Regions from separate parts of the Mus musculus genome. Here regions 1 and 3 are each linked to region 2. Evidence: chromatin contacts called from public Hi-C and HiChIP or PLAC-seq data. All regions are on one chromosome and are shown on one strand. Each heading gives the region's core, a stretch centred on a gene start, on an enhancer-like site or on the middle of the called end of the contact. The rest is flanking DNA. Distances are from core to core; before and after follow the strand shown.

Evidence for each region. Hi-C and Micro-C count contacts between places; a contact is called where the count stands out from the background. HiChIP or PLAC-seq counts read pairs in DNA pulled down with a chosen protein or histone mark.
Region 1: a contact with region 2 is called in a Hi-C map of cardiomyocytes, with 3 times the contacts expected there. The contact joins the promoter of Ripor1 here to the promoter of Prmt7 in region 2. A contact is called at or near these places in 1 of 39 promoter capture datasets (pre-B cells), 1 of 484 Hi-C or Micro-C datasets (cardiomyocytes), 4 of 115 datasets of contacts at active chromatin or transcription factors (embryonic stem cells, large pre-B cells, microglia and 1 more) and 2 of 9 other capture datasets (adipose tissue and liver).
Region 3: an H3K4me3 HiChIP or PLAC-seq map of pro-B cells shows a contact between it and region 2, with 7 times the contacts expected there. The contact joins the promoter of Tppp3 here to the promoter of Prmt7 in region 2. A contact is called at or near these places in 1 of 39 promoter capture datasets (pre-B cells) and 2 of 115 datasets of contacts at active chromatin or transcription factors (large pre-B cells and pro-B cells).

What each region holds. Positions count from the first base shown.
Region 1 is chr8:105,601,909-105,606,658 of GRCm38.p6, forward strand. Ripor1 (RHO family interacting cell polarization regulator 1) reads left to right here and starts at 3,321. Exons shown (of 22, transcript NM_001081241.2): 1 at 3,321-3,442.
Region 2 is chr8:106,207,600-106,212,687 of GRCm38.p6, forward strand. It overlaps Prmt7 (protein arginine N-methyltransferase 7), which reads left to right and starts at 3,455. Exons shown (of 18, transcript NM_145404.1): 1 at 3,455-3,483; 2 at 4,777-4,972. The coding sequence starts at 4,878. It overlaps Slc7a6os (solute carrier family 7, member 6 opposite strand), which reads right to left and starts at 3,334. Exons shown (of 5, transcript NM_001007567.2): 1 at 3,120-3,334; 2 at 2,766-3,032. The coding sequence starts at 3,314.
Region 3 is chr8:105,469,793-105,474,403 of GRCm38.p6, forward strand. Tppp3 (tubulin polymerization-promoting protein family member 3) reads right to left here and starts at 1,630. Exons shown (of 4, transcript NM_026481.3): 1 at 1,488-1,630. It overlaps Zdhhc1 (zinc finger, DHHC domain containing 1), which reads right to left. Exons shown (of 14, transcript NM_175160.5): 11 at 3,692-3,774; 12 at 3,414-3,507; 13 at 3,199-3,277; 14 at 2,631-3,089. The coding sequence ends at 2,809.

The DNA of each region.
Region 1 (4,750 bases), core at 2,071-4,570, 610 kb before region 2:
AAGTCAGAGGGTGGGAACTATAGACAAGCTATTTAGTAGAGGTAATATAGGCATGGTGGAATGGGTGGGAGGTAAAGGAGAAAGGCTAGCTTAGGCTAGCTCTCTCTAAGGCACTCACAGTCTAAACGGCAATGAGGATCCATTGAAACCTCTTAAGTAGGAAAACCTATGGCTGAGTTAATGATTTAGAAGATTGCTTGGAGTGATGAGTGGAAACCAACTTTTGGTAGCAAAAGAAGACTAAGGATAGCAGAAAAAAAAATAGTAGCCTAGGTGAACATAGGAGTAGTGGCCATGGACAGAGAGACAGGACAGAGGGGCCAATGAGGAAGAATCACTCATTAAAAATGGGGTTTGGGTTGGGCGGTGGTGGCACATGCCTTTAATCGAAAAAAGGGGGGGTCAGGGGAGCTGGAGAGATGGCTCAGTAGCTAAGAACATTTGGTGCTTTTACAGAGGACCCAGACCCCACACAGCAGCTCACCACCCTAGAGCTCCAAATCTAGGGACCCTGACACCCTCTCTGGCCTCCTGGGTCATTGGGCAAGAAAAACACCATTTATATATATAAAATGAAAATAAAAATTTTTTGCTAAATATTTATTCATTTAGAGACATGGTCTTACTATGTAGCCTTGACTGATCTGCCTGCCTTTGCTGCTTCTTCTTTTTTTTTTTTTTTTTTTTTTTTTTTTTTCTCGAGACAGGGTTTCTCTGTGTAGCCCTGGCTGTCCTGGAACTCACTTTGTAGACCAGGCTGGCCTTGATCTCAGAAATCTGCCTGCCTCTGCCTCCCAAGTGCCCGGCCTGCCTTTGCTTCTTAAATGCTGGGATTAAAGGTATGTGCTACAGTGCCTGGCAAAACTTTTTCTTTCTTCTTCTTCTTCTTCTTTTTTTTTTTTTTTTTTTTTTTTTTCATAATGTGAGGATGTTCAGGCTGAAATTAAGCTCTTAGCAGTAGGGTGATTTTTACCCAGCAGTCCTTGGGCCATGGGTTCTATTCAAAGTACTATAGACCGGAAGGGTTTCTTGAAGTAGAATTATATGATGTCAGTCTTTGAAAGCTGAACATGTTTCTCAGAAAGTGTCTTGATTAGCCAAGTGGTGGTGGCACAGGGACAGCTCTAAGCCATTGCCACTCTAGCAACCAGCACATTTCCCAACTCTTGGTGCTCAGGAATATTCACTGGTGAATGGATGGATGACAGAGCATTGGTAATGTGGGAGAGAAGAGGAGATAATGCATTTTAAAGATGTCAAGTGTGCACAGCCTGGAGGACTAGGAACCAGGTACAGTGGCATACAACCTCAATCCTAGCACGTAGCAGGCAGAAGTAGGAATAGTGTGAGTTTGGGATTAGCCTGGTCTCATAGCAAGGCCCCGTCTCTGTGGACCAAAGACAGACAGTGTAGCTCAGTAGGAGAGCACTTGCTCCTGGATTTGATTCCCAGAAGAGTCAAGAAAAGAATGGAAGTTTGGGGTGGGGCAAGAAGAGAGGGGAGGGAGGGTTGACAGAGCAGGTTACTGATACTGGCTCGTTCACTCTTTCATTCAACAAATTGTCCTTCAAAACTCCCACTAGGAGCCAGGACAGTGTTGATCTCTGCACTAAAATGCTTAGATACCACAGTCAGATTCCTTAACTCACGCACAGGGCCCCTCCCTACATGCAGGTGGCTTGCTTGCTACCTGGTCCTGATTCAAGGTCTGAGAGGAGTTGGTCAGAAACTTGACCGAGAAAAAAAGAGAAGAGGTCATCTGCCGAAAAAGTACTTGAAGAATCTTTTGCTGAAGGGGGAAGCTTTAGAGCTAGCCAGAGGTCCAGGGACGACAAGTTTTGAGAGTTCTGGGGAGGGGGGTCTGGAGAGATGGCTCCGCAGTTCAAAACATTGGCTGTTTTTTCCAGAGAACCTGGATTCAATTCCCAGCACCCACAGGCCAATCACTCACAATTGTAATTCCAGTACCAGGGGATCTGACATCCTCACACAGATATACATGCAGGCAAAACACCAATGCACATAAAATAAAACTAAATAAATTAAATAAAAAATAAAAAAAAAGAGCCCGGCAGTGGTGGCGCATGCCTTTAATCCCAGCACTTGGGAGGCAGAGGCAGGTAGATCTCTGGGTGATCTCTGGGTGTTTGAGGCCAGCCTGCTCTACAGAGAGAGTTCCAGAACAGCCAGGGCTACATAGTGTTAGACCCTGTGTTTAAAAGAAAAAAAAATCCTGGGAAAGGGATGGGGGCATTCACAAGGGCATCCAGGGCTCTGGAACAAGCAAGTGTTCTGGGGGAAAAGCCTGGAGGGTTGAGAAAGAGGCTGAGGGTGTCTCTGGAAAGAGCCTAGGGGGATGAAGATGTTGGTATTCCAGAATCCTACCATATCGGGTTGTTGAGACCTACGCTCAGGATCAGTGTCAGGCTCAGAAATTCAGGCACCTCTTAAAATCCATCAGACCACCCCTGAGTATGCCTGACCTACCTCAAAAGATGAGATGTTGCAGGAAACAGGAACGCCAAGAGGTGGAGGATAGGGACAGGGGGTTGGAGAGAGCTAATAGCATCTGGTTAATAATGGGAGGGGTAGGGGATTGGAGTCAGCTTGTTGGTCAGGCCAGCTCTCTGTTACACCATAACTCATTTTTGCCTTTGACCCCCATGGCCAATGTATGTTCCCAGTACGCATACCCAGACCTTACCAGGTTAGTCACTTATATCCCAGAAACAAAATCTGTAACTCCCCAGAAAGCAGTACCCGCTGAGTGGTTACACGCTTGCCTGGCCTAGCTATGAGCCCTATTTATAAGGAAGACGTTGTCGAAAAGGCTCTCTGATCCTACAGCGGGAAACTGAGGCTGGCTGAAAAAGTGGGAAGGGATGAGGGGCAGAACTTCAACCCAGAAGGTGTGCGACGGTTAGGCCAGATTCTGGTTCCCTTATCTAAGCCTCTCCAGACCCTAAGCACTTCCTCCAACCACCCCAACTTTCCGTGTCAGCTCCAAGAACCTGTTTATGGTGACAGGAAGGGAGCCTGAGGTCTTTAGAGCTGCAGAGATCTGGGTAAGAGGCAAGTAGGAGGGGTTCCCTAGCGCCCCCTACCCCAGATTTAAGGTCTGCATGCAGTTCCCAGGAAGCTGTCCGGTTCCCGCAGACACCTTCGCTCTCCCTTCGCTCTCCCTTTCCACAAGCTGGTTGACACGGTAGGCAGACCACTCTGCCGGGTAACTCGCGAAGGCGGAGCGAGCTGTGGGCGCCCCTTCGGGGTGCGGGAGCCGGAGGGGAGCGCAGGAGGTGGGGCCCAGAGGGGCGGGGCGGGGCGGCGGAGAGGAGGGAGGGGCAGGCGCCGGCCGCGGCGACAGCGGCAGCTGCAGCGCGAGCAGGCCGGGCAACGCCGAGAGTACCGACAGCGCGAGGTCCTTGCAGCCCAGCGCAGCCATGTGAGTGTCCGCGCCGTTTCCTAAGGCCGTGGCGGGGAGAAGGGGCGAGCTGTGGATCCCGTGCGTCCTGCACCCGCGCCGCCCATCGGCTCCCGGACTTGCGACCGGGTCCCGCCTCACCCCGTTCTCGCGACCCGGATCGCGCCGTGTCTTTTCTCCCCACCCCCACCCCCACCCCGGGCACGGAGAACGCAGCTTCGCCCCACAAAAGCCGCCGCCTCCGGCTCTGCCGCGCCCGCCGCCTCCTCCCTTCCCTTCCGCGCCCAGGCCGCCACGGCAGTGCCCCGGGGCTCCACTGTGGGCAGGCCCGAGGGCGAGCCTGAGACGCCTTTCTGGGCCTGGGATTGGCTTTATCCTGGAGCCTGCGGTGCGGCAGAGGCTGATCTGGGAATGGGAACGGGGCGACAGGGTGCAGGAGACCCCCTAGATGAGCTAGCTAGTGTTCCTGGCCCTGGTCGACCTAAGCTGCTTTGGGGCCAGGCCCGAGGTGACTGAAGACTGAATTTGCCCGAGGCCACACTCTCCACCCAAACCGAAGCTGAAGCTGGAGAAGGTCGTTTTGGCGGCGGTCGACAGACCCTGTCCCTGGAAATGGAAGCTGCTATGGGGACTCAGCAAACAGTCAGAACTAAGCATCCTGTAGAACTGGTTTGGGGAAGGGGTTGTTCAACCAGGGCTAGAGCCCCGGCTATGTCAGCTTTTAGGACCCTCTGTCCTCCTATCTTAAGTTAAGTCTGAGTGTGACCTCTCTTACCGGCCCTTCCAAATCATTTCTGATGTGCGTGCAGGCTGGTCTCGTGTGTAAAATCTAATACAATAATAACGGTGTCCTGGCCACCGTCTATGTGGCTGCGTGCGTCTTGGACCTGCACATTCGACTGACATGCAGCCTTCTGAGAAGGTGTATGACCATCTGGCAGATGTAAATACTGGGCCAGAGAGGTTAGCAGCATTTTCAAGGTCACACAGCTGGGTTGGGAAGAAGCAAGAATTCACTATCCACCTCTCTAGTATTGACAGTGGGGGTTGGGAGCACTACAGCCGGACAAGGACTGCCAAGGCTCCCTCGTCTACCTCCCACACAGTCCTGGGCCCTGTGGGCAGCAGAGCGAGATGAGCAGTCCCTGGGCCTGGGTTTGGGTGGGAGGGAGGGGAGCGCACAAGGCGTTTGGACTAGGATCTGCCTAGGTGGAAAACCAGGCGAGGAGGGCGAGAGTGAGTCAGAGCGTTCCCAATCCGCCACCGCTGGGACTCGCGACCTAGCCAGACCTAGCCGGGGGAGGCTGTCCAGCTCCCAGAACGCGGCGG
Region 2 (5,088 bases), core at 2,205-4,704:
AACTCTGAAAAGCACCAACACTTAACACCATCTGAGGGCTGCACGTCAATCGACCAAGGGAAGGGAAGAACTTTGCTGTAGTCCACTGACTACAGGTTCAAATTATCTTTCCTAGAAAAACAAAATTCATGCTTGGTACCCGCCATCCTAGATCTGTTTCCACACAATAATGTAAAGCTTAGTTGCCTGTAACCTATGGAATGCAGAGCCCACAGCTTTACCTTGCCTTCTTTCTTTCACAGCTGTTTTATCTCTACACTAGCTGTTCTCAACCCCATTGGTTGTAACCCCTTTGGGGGGAGGGGTGTTGCATATCATTATCCTGCATATCAGATATTTACATTATTATTCATAACAGTAGCAAAATTCCAGTTATGAAGTAGCAAAATAATTCATGGCTGAGCATCACCATAAGAGGAACTGTGTTTAAGGGTCACAGCATTAGGAAGGTTCAGAGCTATTACTCTTTGGGTTTTATTTTGTTTGTTTGTTTTTTTCGAGACAGGGTTTCTCTGTGTAGCCCTGGCTGTCCTGGAACTCACTCTGTAGACCAGGCTGGCCTCGAACTCAGAAATCTGCCTGCCTCTGCCTCCCAAGTGCTGGGATTAAAGGCGTGCGCCACCACCGCCCGGCCTGGTGCAAGCTTTTTTTTTTTTTTTTTTTTTTTAAGATTTATTTATTTATTATATGTAAGTACACTGTAGCTGTCTTCAGACACACCAGAAGAGGGAGTCAGATCTCATTACGGATGGTTGTGAGCCACCATGTGGTTGCTGGGATTTGAACTCAGGACCTTTGGAAGAACAATCGGGTGCTCTTACCTGCTGAGCCATCTCACCAGCCCCCCTGGTGCAAGCTTTTAATCTCAGTACTTTAGGCAGCAGGCAGATCTCTGTTGAGTTCAACGCCAGCCTGGTCTACATAGTCTCAAGAAAAAAAAAAAATCAGGCATAACAACAACAAAAAAAAAAAACCAAATACAGGCATAGAAATAAATGCCAGGTAACACAGCTAAAGCCTCCTCACCCATACTTCTATAAGCAACCTCAAGTAAATTAATGGGAACACACACACTCAAAGAGCATAGCAATAAAAGAAAAAGAATCAGGGTTCATTAAGAAAGTTTCAACAGGGGGGCAAGCGAAATGGCTCAGTGGGTAAGAGCACTGACTGCTCTTCTTGAAGGTCCTAAGTTCAAATCCCAGCAACCACATGGTGGCTCACAATTACCTGTAATGAGATCTGATGCCCTCTTCTGGCCCATCTGAAGACAGCTACAGTGTACTTATGTATAATAATAAATAAATCTTTGGGCCGGAGCTGGGCTGACCGAAGCAAGTGGGCTGAATGGAGTGAGCAGGGTTGAGTGATCAGAAGTCCTAAAATTCAATTCCCAACAACCACATGAAGGCTCTGGTTTTCCCATTAGAAAAGGTAGAGACAGCCGCCTTTAATCCCAGCACTCAGGAGGCAGAGGCAGGCGGATTTCTGACTTTGAGGCCAGCCTGGTCTACAGAGTGAGCTCCATCTGTACAGCTACAGTGTACTTACATACATAAAATAAATAAGGCTTTTTTTTTTAAAGGTTCAACAGGAGTGAGTATAGACATACAAAATCTAATAAAAACTATTACTTTGAATAGCCAATGCTTGCTAATAAAAACTTTCTGAAAAAAAAAACAAAATGGCGATAAAAGTATCTAATTCATAGTATTTGTGAAGATTAAGAAAAGGAAAATACCACATTAGGAATCTAGCTCAGAGGAAGAACACTTGCCGCAAGTTCCCTTTGTAGTGACAAGTCTGGAATTTTGGTTTCTTTAAAGAACACAGAAACAGTTTATTTTTTTTTTTGTTTTAATCCCAGGTGTGGGGATGTGGGGCTGCTTTGAGCTGTCTAAAGCAGCTGACTATGATTTGCCTCATGCCCTAGCAGAAGTGGTTTTTGTCAGCTGTAGATAGTTTCTGTGACATTTGGAATTCTGGGAACTTCTCAGAGGGTATATATAAATGCTAGAGCCCCGTCTTCAGGGAGGTTGGAGGCAAATTGTTAGTAGTCTGACCATACACTGCACCAAAACCTCCAAAATTGTGAGCTAAAACTCCTTCCATATTTACCTCATTTTTCGTAGCAATGACAGTTTAACATCATCTCTAAATACTGTATATCTTTTAAATAGCCAAATCCACTTTCAAAAGGCCTACATCAATTCTGTTTATTTATTTTGATACACGTTCTCACTGTGTAGCTCTGCCTGGCCTTGAAAGAAGAGATCTATTGATCCATGCCTCTTGAGTATTAAAGGCCTGATCAATCACACACAAAGTTTTTGTTTTTTGCTTTTTGTTTTTTTTTTTTTTGGAGACAAGGTCTCACTATGTAGTCCTTTTTGGGCTGGAACTCAGAGATCCACATGGTACTGCCTCCCAAATGCTGGGAGGGAAGGTGTGTATTACGACACAAGCAAAAGAGAAAGAAAGAAAACCAATCCTAAGGGGCGTGGGTTGCACATGCTTACTTATAATCCCAGCACTGGAGCGACGGAGGCAGAACTGCTGTGTGTCAGAGGTCTGCTTGGGCTCCATAGCCCGTACTATGTCAACCAGAGCTACACAGCAAAACTATCTCAACAGAACAAAAACAACAACAGAAATCAGGTAAAATGAGGTCAACTCTTAGAGATGGATCATCCATTCTTAAGCTTACAGTGTGTATGCTCTTCATTACTGCCTTTGGGAGCAGAGCAGACATATACAGTACTCACTTTGCGGCAGTCGGTGGCAGCAGCCTCTGGGTTTTCCTCCTCGTGGACCAGGTCCAACAACTGGAAGCCCGCATCCCCGACAGCTTCTGACCCACACTGAGGCTCCAAACTGTTCGAGGTTCCCGAGGATCGGTGGCTGGAGACCACCCTGTAGCGGCCCTCTTTACGGACCTCGCGCACCGAGGCACGAAGATCGCGGCGGATACGCAGCTGGCTGCTCCGGGACGGGCGCAAGGCAGCCCGCACAAGCTGCTGGATTGGCTCCTCCTGAGGGGCGTCGGGAAAAGAGATGACTGCGACACGGGCAGCGTTCAAAGATCGCTCCCACAAAGAGTCCATTCACCCTTCTCATACCTGGGATCGCACGGTGGCAACCAACTGGAAGACATTTCTCTCCGCCGCCGCCGCCTCCTGGCCCTCTGGCGTCTCCCGAGCCGCCGACTCGACCTCGCTGCTCCGGGGGCGTTTACAGGCCAGCACGAGCGCCTCGGCGGGCTCCGCGTTGCGCTTCCGCTTCACGCGCAACACCGCAGTCCTGCCGGCCTCCATAGCGGCGATCGCGGAGTACTGTGGGAAGGCGCGGGGCGCGACGGGATGTCCATCCAGTTCAGCGGGCGGGGCCTCACGGAACGTCACGCTACGCCTCGACGCCCCACCCACAGTGGGAGAGGCAAAATGGCCGCGGGAGTGGCGGCGAGTGGATCGCTTCCCACAGCGGGTGAGCTGTTGGGCTTGCTGGGGAGGTTGGGCCGTGGCTGGGCCTGGGTGCAGTCGGTCTTCCGGCCTCATTTTTAGGGCTCTGGCGTTGGGGATATTTGGGTTTCCGGTGTACTTATCTTCCGGGCTGCTCCAGAGTCCACGTGGAGTGGTTCAAGCACCCTGAGCAGGTCTGCCGCAGCGGTCCGCGTGGGTGACTGTCCTTTCTCAGACTGTCGCCGGGCGCAGGACTTGTGTCAGAAGCCTCGCCCCAGTCACTCACACCGGGCGGGACCTCAGTTGTATGCAGCGCCCCTAACCCAGCCGGGAACGGTTCGGTCCCGGGACCGTTCGGGCGGTTTTGCTTCGGGATGGCTTTCTCAGTTCGTATTCTGAGCAGTTTGGGAACCATTCAGTTCACGACACTCACCCGGAGAAGCGCCAGACGTTTGTGTGCCCGAGGTGGACATGCTTTTGATTAAAACACTGGAGTGGCCCTCAGTGCATTTTTAAGTGTGTTCTTAGTGAAACCCTAGCGACATCACAGATAAGCAAGTGTCCTTAATCTGTTGCGGAATAACCACTTCTGCGCTTTTACTGTATAATGTTAGCTCATTGCTCGGCTTACCCTGCCTTCTCACTTGCCTTCACTTGAAGGCTGGACCCCGATGGACTTGTGGGGCCTTTTTAATTATGTAGGAATTTCTGAAAAGTGGCGAAACTTCCAAACAGCCCTATATATTTACTGTAGGCCCCCCCTCACCCCCAAATTTTTCTTCAGACAGGAATCTCATTGTGCAGCCCTGACAGGCATGGAACTCATAGAGATGGTCCTGCCTCTGCTTTTCTAGTGCTAGAATCAAAGACATGCAACGACACGTTGTTCTGTTTTGTTCTTGTTTTATGACAAGGTCTCACAGCATTGCCCAGGATGGCATCAAACTTTAGATCCTTCTGCCTCAGTTTCCTACGTGCTGAGATTTTAGACATGAGCTACCACAACTGGCTTTTATTATAGTTTTTGATGGTATATCCTATATAAAAAATGAAAATTACTCTTGTCAGAAATATCAAAATACTGGTTAATTTTCTTTTGAGATGGGCTGTCACTATGTAGTTCTTGCTGGCCTAGAACTTACTATGAAGACCATGTTGACTTTGAACTTACACAGAGATCTGCCTGTCTCTGCCTTCCAGACCTGAGATTGAAGGTCGATGTTATCATTAATAAAGAATTGTAAGTAACTTTGACATTTTTGTCTGTTTCTTTATTTTTTTTTTCTCTTTGTTTTCTTGTCCTTTCTCTCCATCCTAGGCATTATAATTGATTAGGTTTCTGATATCAAGATATCTTCCTAAGAAGTAAATTAACAAGCCTCACGTTTCTGTGCAAACACTGAGGAGCCAGTTGGCACCATGAAGGTCTTCTGTGGCCGTGCCAATCCTACCACGGGATCCCTGGAGTGGCTGGAGGAGGATGAACACTATGATTACCACCAGGAGATTGCCAGGTACCCAGGGCTGCTGCTCAGCTGGCTGCAGGGGTGCAGGGCTCCTCCATGTCAATTTAGGTTTGAAGAAGATTGTGGAGATTGTTTTTCTGAGCAGTTGAGGTCTCTGTTAGGAG
Region 3 (4,611 bases), core at 380-2,879, 740 kb before region 2:
TGAGGCACAATCCCGTTGTCTACACTTCAGCCCTCCACTAAGGTCTTCTTTTCACTGAGCGTGACCACGCCTGTCCACGTTCCCATAGCTCAGATGCACTGAGCCCTGGCCCTCCACACCCTCTGCCTCGTACCCACTAACCATACCCACAGCCTTGCACCGAGGCTTCCTCCACCCACACCCAAAGCCTTGAATTTGACCCTTTTTCCTTTTCCATCCCCACACAGACATTAAGACCCCTGCAATGAAACTCCTCCCCAGCATGCCCACAGCCCTGCAGTCAAGTGCATGTCCTACTACAGACCCCTGACCACACCCTCCTCAGAGCTCCATTGCAGATCTCTGACCACACCCTCAGCCCCACCCTGAAAGTCCCTCTCCAAATCAAACCCTGTGTACACTGCATCCATTTTGCATCCTTTTAACTCACATCCTGAAGACCCCAACCACAGTCACTAGCTGGACTCTGCACCCTTACAAAGGCCCCCTGGCCATACCCTTGGAGCATTCCCGTTCATCCATATAGCTACAGCTTCTGACACAGCCCTGCCTTGAAATCTCCCAGTCTATGCAGTAACACTTCCATACTTCCATGCAAAGCATTGAACACCCACCACCACACACGCGCAGAGTTCCCTGACCACACCCTCAGCACTCTCTCTTTACTCATATGCTAAAGCTATTGACACAGACCTGACCTAAAGCCCCTCAGAGTCTAACCAGCACTGGCATCGCCAGGCATCATGTTAAGACATACCACCATCACCACACCCACTGCAGCCTCCTGTTCTCAGCCACCATCTTTACCTTGCCTCTTAGGGGAAAAAAAAAAAAGTGTCCAATGACCACAACCTGGCCCCCGAACAACTTCCTCTTCTTCCATTACTAGTTGGTCCACACTGAAAGGCCTTTTCTGGTGACCACACCTACTCATCCATAAGTTGCAATTTTTAAGACTCAGAAACCCAGAGATTGCACTCTGCAGGGACCTCTGTGGGTCTGTAAATGGGGTCCGCCACACCCTTTGCCTCTCCCAAAGATGTCAACCCGCCCGGGGACCCAAAGCCCTGTACTTGAACACCACAGGTAAATGTGTCCAGGGGAGTTTGGGGTGCTACATGATGCTCTTCTCAAGGAAATGGGAGGATCCTGAGGCTACTGCTCACTCCTGTCTATGGGAAGATGAATTTGGGGGCTGTTGATGTGGAACAGAATCACAGCAGCTGCTCTGGGGTCCTCAGACCCTGGGCACAGTGTTCATGCCTCTGAACTGAATCCGCTCGTCAGCTCCTGCTGGGACAGCTGCAGTCATCAATCAGCCTGGCAAGAAGGTGGGGGCAGGAGTGTGTGTGGAACCCTTGGGGCCAGGGCCGGGGTGTTCAGCTGATAGGCTCAGCTCAGTACCATCTGAGGTTGGTTCAGGCTGCTCCCACCCACCCCTCCTTTTGGGGGATACGAATTAGGGTGGTCGATGTTCAGTCTCCTACCGGCTTCTACCGCTTGGCTGCTCCTGAGCGTGCCTTCGGACAGGACCCAGGAACTGATGCTGGAGACCAGGAGGCTCCACAGCTCCGCTCCCTGCCGGCTCCCGGGCGGGACTGCAGCCCGGGCGGCTCCGTAGTATTATCCCCTGTTTCTCGGTCACCATAGAGACAGTGAGTCCCACCCCCTAGGCTGTCTCGGCGGGAGAGTGACCAAGGTCACGCTAGCTCCTCCCACCAGACCCCGCCCTATGTGCTCTGTGGGCGCTGGGCCCGCAGAATTGCAGCGACAGCCTTATCCTGCTCCTCCCCTTCAACCGCGGTCCTCAAGCGGTCAGAGCTGCCCTCTGCAGTCCTGGATGTCCTAAGATAGGAACTCCCATGGCCAATGGGAAAACAGCCCCCCCCCAAATTCCATTGTCCCCAACCCTCAAGGGACTGCTGAAAGAATCCACCTGAGATTGTCTAGGAGCTGAACTGAAGAAGGGGATCCCGCCCCTCATTGACAAGGATCTACAGCTGGCTCCAAGACCACAGCTGCCGCTAACCCTGTGGCATTCACTCATTCCTAGGTTCTCAGCAGGCCACATTCTGAAGCACTAGAAGACTGAGACAATCAGTGGATCACGCATTCTTACCCACCCCACCCCCCCAAATGCTGGGTACTTTTGTGGCAGCAATTCCTAAATTTCGGAGAATGGCTGCCTCCTCCCATTCTCGTCTCCCCGCCTCACAGCTTCTTGTTCCAATGCGCCTCCCTAGCCTGCTTCCTCTTCAGTTTCCAACTGCAAATACTAAATAAAAAACTAAATAAAAATACTAAATATTAATTGATTAATTAATTAATTAATAAACCTTGCTGGGTGGGTGTGGTAGCACAAGCCTGCAATCTGGGGATTCGGGAGACTGAAGCAGTAGATTCAAATTTTCGAGGCTACCCTGGGAAATGGGAGAAGGGACAGAGGAGAGTGGTAGTTCTTGAACAAGACCCCATGTTTTTGATTCCCAACACTTAAAAGAAAAACCCTGTCCAGAGACCTTTCCTAACCCGCCCCTCTTTCTCTGCCCCAAGCTAGCAATGGTGGTCCTGCTTCTGTGAGATCCATGGATTTTTCCACTATGAAAATAAGCATTAAGTCCGCAAAAGCATTAAAAAAAAAAAAAAGTTTATTGGGGCATCAGGGCTGGTGGAGCGGATATTGCTGAGTCTTGGGTAAGGAAGGCCGATCCTGTCGACCTTGAGGTCCCTAAAGTGCACTCGTTACGCGAATGTGGGGTGTTGCATAGAGTCAAGGCCCTCCTGCCTCTAGTCCTTAGCCTTAGTGGGCTAAGGCAGGCCGTCGCCGCCTCCAGGTGTTCCGGGCTCGCCACTGCTCGGGCTCACAAAAACAGCAGGCGAACGTGCCTGTAGAGCCAGCCCAGACTCTCGACCCCTGGCTCCTGGGGCACCCAGTGCGGCACTGCCCAGGCGCGTCTGGGCCACTGGAATCTCTTCCATGGACTCAGCTGATGCCGAGTAGTAGGCGCCTGCAGAGCCACCAGCATGCACTGGGCTGGCACTGGTGGAATCAGATGAAGAGCTGGAGCGGCGGCTAGGAGTCCCAGTCTCTGCGCACAGAGGGGGACTTAGATTGAGATAAGGGCTGCAGCTAGGGCTTTAAAACCTTTCCCTCCCACGAACTAATCCAATAGGATCCAAGCAGAGAGCGGCGCTCACCCCGTAACCTGGGCAGTGGGAGCTCTCGGTCCAAGACCCCAGACCTGGGCAATCTATACACTCGCCGCTTCCTCTTTTTCTGTAAAGACAGAGGGAAGTGTGGGCTGCTTCTCCAGACCCCACTTTGCCGAAAGCAGCAGAGGCGCTCATCAGAGTGCAGGCTTCTTTTCCATGTCCCTCTTCTTGGGCAGAGGTCCAAACCCAGTCCCTCCTACCTGGGGTTGGATCCGTGGAGGCAGAGCCAGTGTGTCTGAGGAGGAGGGTAGTGGTGGTTCCACTTGGCCTTGGGTGGCAAGAAACTGGGAAGGACTGAGGTAAAAGCCAGAGAGCAAACTCTAGATGCTGCCCCGGAGTCCCTCCTGCTAGAGGTTCCCTTCCTAGCAGGACAGAGACTAATCCATCCAAGACTGTGCTGAGCTGGTCCCAGACCCATGTTTTGACCCTGGCCTACCCTTTCTCCCACCTCCGATGGGAACAGCCAGGTGACACTTACTTGGCATTTAATGCTGCTGTCCTAGCCTGGCCAGAGGGCTCTGGACGCACATGGCTGAAGGTCCTCATGTAGAACTCCATCTCCTTGGGAGAGAGGGGTCAGGAAGGCTAAGAGACTATGTGTAGATCCAGAGGCTCTTCAGCCCCGAGCACACCTTGTTACTGCCCTCTCTGATAGCTGAGTGGTCTCATGTCCCAGAGGTTAGGGGTGGCTTCCTGGTTCTCAGATGTGCTGGGAGAGCCCTTCCAAGGCAAGGCTTCACACACGCATTTCTAAATCCTACCTCATCACAAGGACTTGCTTTATCTAGTCAAGCTGCAGCTATTCTACCAGGGGGAAGCTGCAGGCCCTTACGCCCAGTATGCCTAGACTGTAGCTTAACCAAGAGGTTCACAGGGACGAGACAACCGTGTTGCCCTCACCTGCCCGACTCCTCTTAGGGCTCCAGCCACTGAACTAACTTGTTCAGGGGCCAGGAAACCACAAAGCTATTCACAGGCCAGCTTGTGCGCTCCAGGCTGTGAACACCCCCCCTTGTGGAGGGGGGTCTGCAGCATATTGCGTGCACCTCAGTGTACCAGCCATAGTTTTTTGGCTGCTGGGAAGGAGAATCTGAGTACAGTCATTGTTATGTGTATTCCCCAAAAGGAAAGAGTACAGGTGACGGAACAGTGCTGCAGCCCAGAACCGTGAAGGAGTGATGACAGCAGAAGGAACCCCAAGCAAAAGGGCTGGGAGTGGCTAGGCTGGCAGTGCATGCCAGATGTCCCCAGATTTGCTAGAGAGAACTGTAGGTGAAGAAATAAAAGACCGGGAAAAGCCACCTCGGGAAAGGGAGTGGGGCAGAGGGCAAAGGGTGGAGCCAGTGAGCTGGAGGGAGCACCCAGACAGCTGTCGCCTGCTAGGCAGTCGTTTCCATG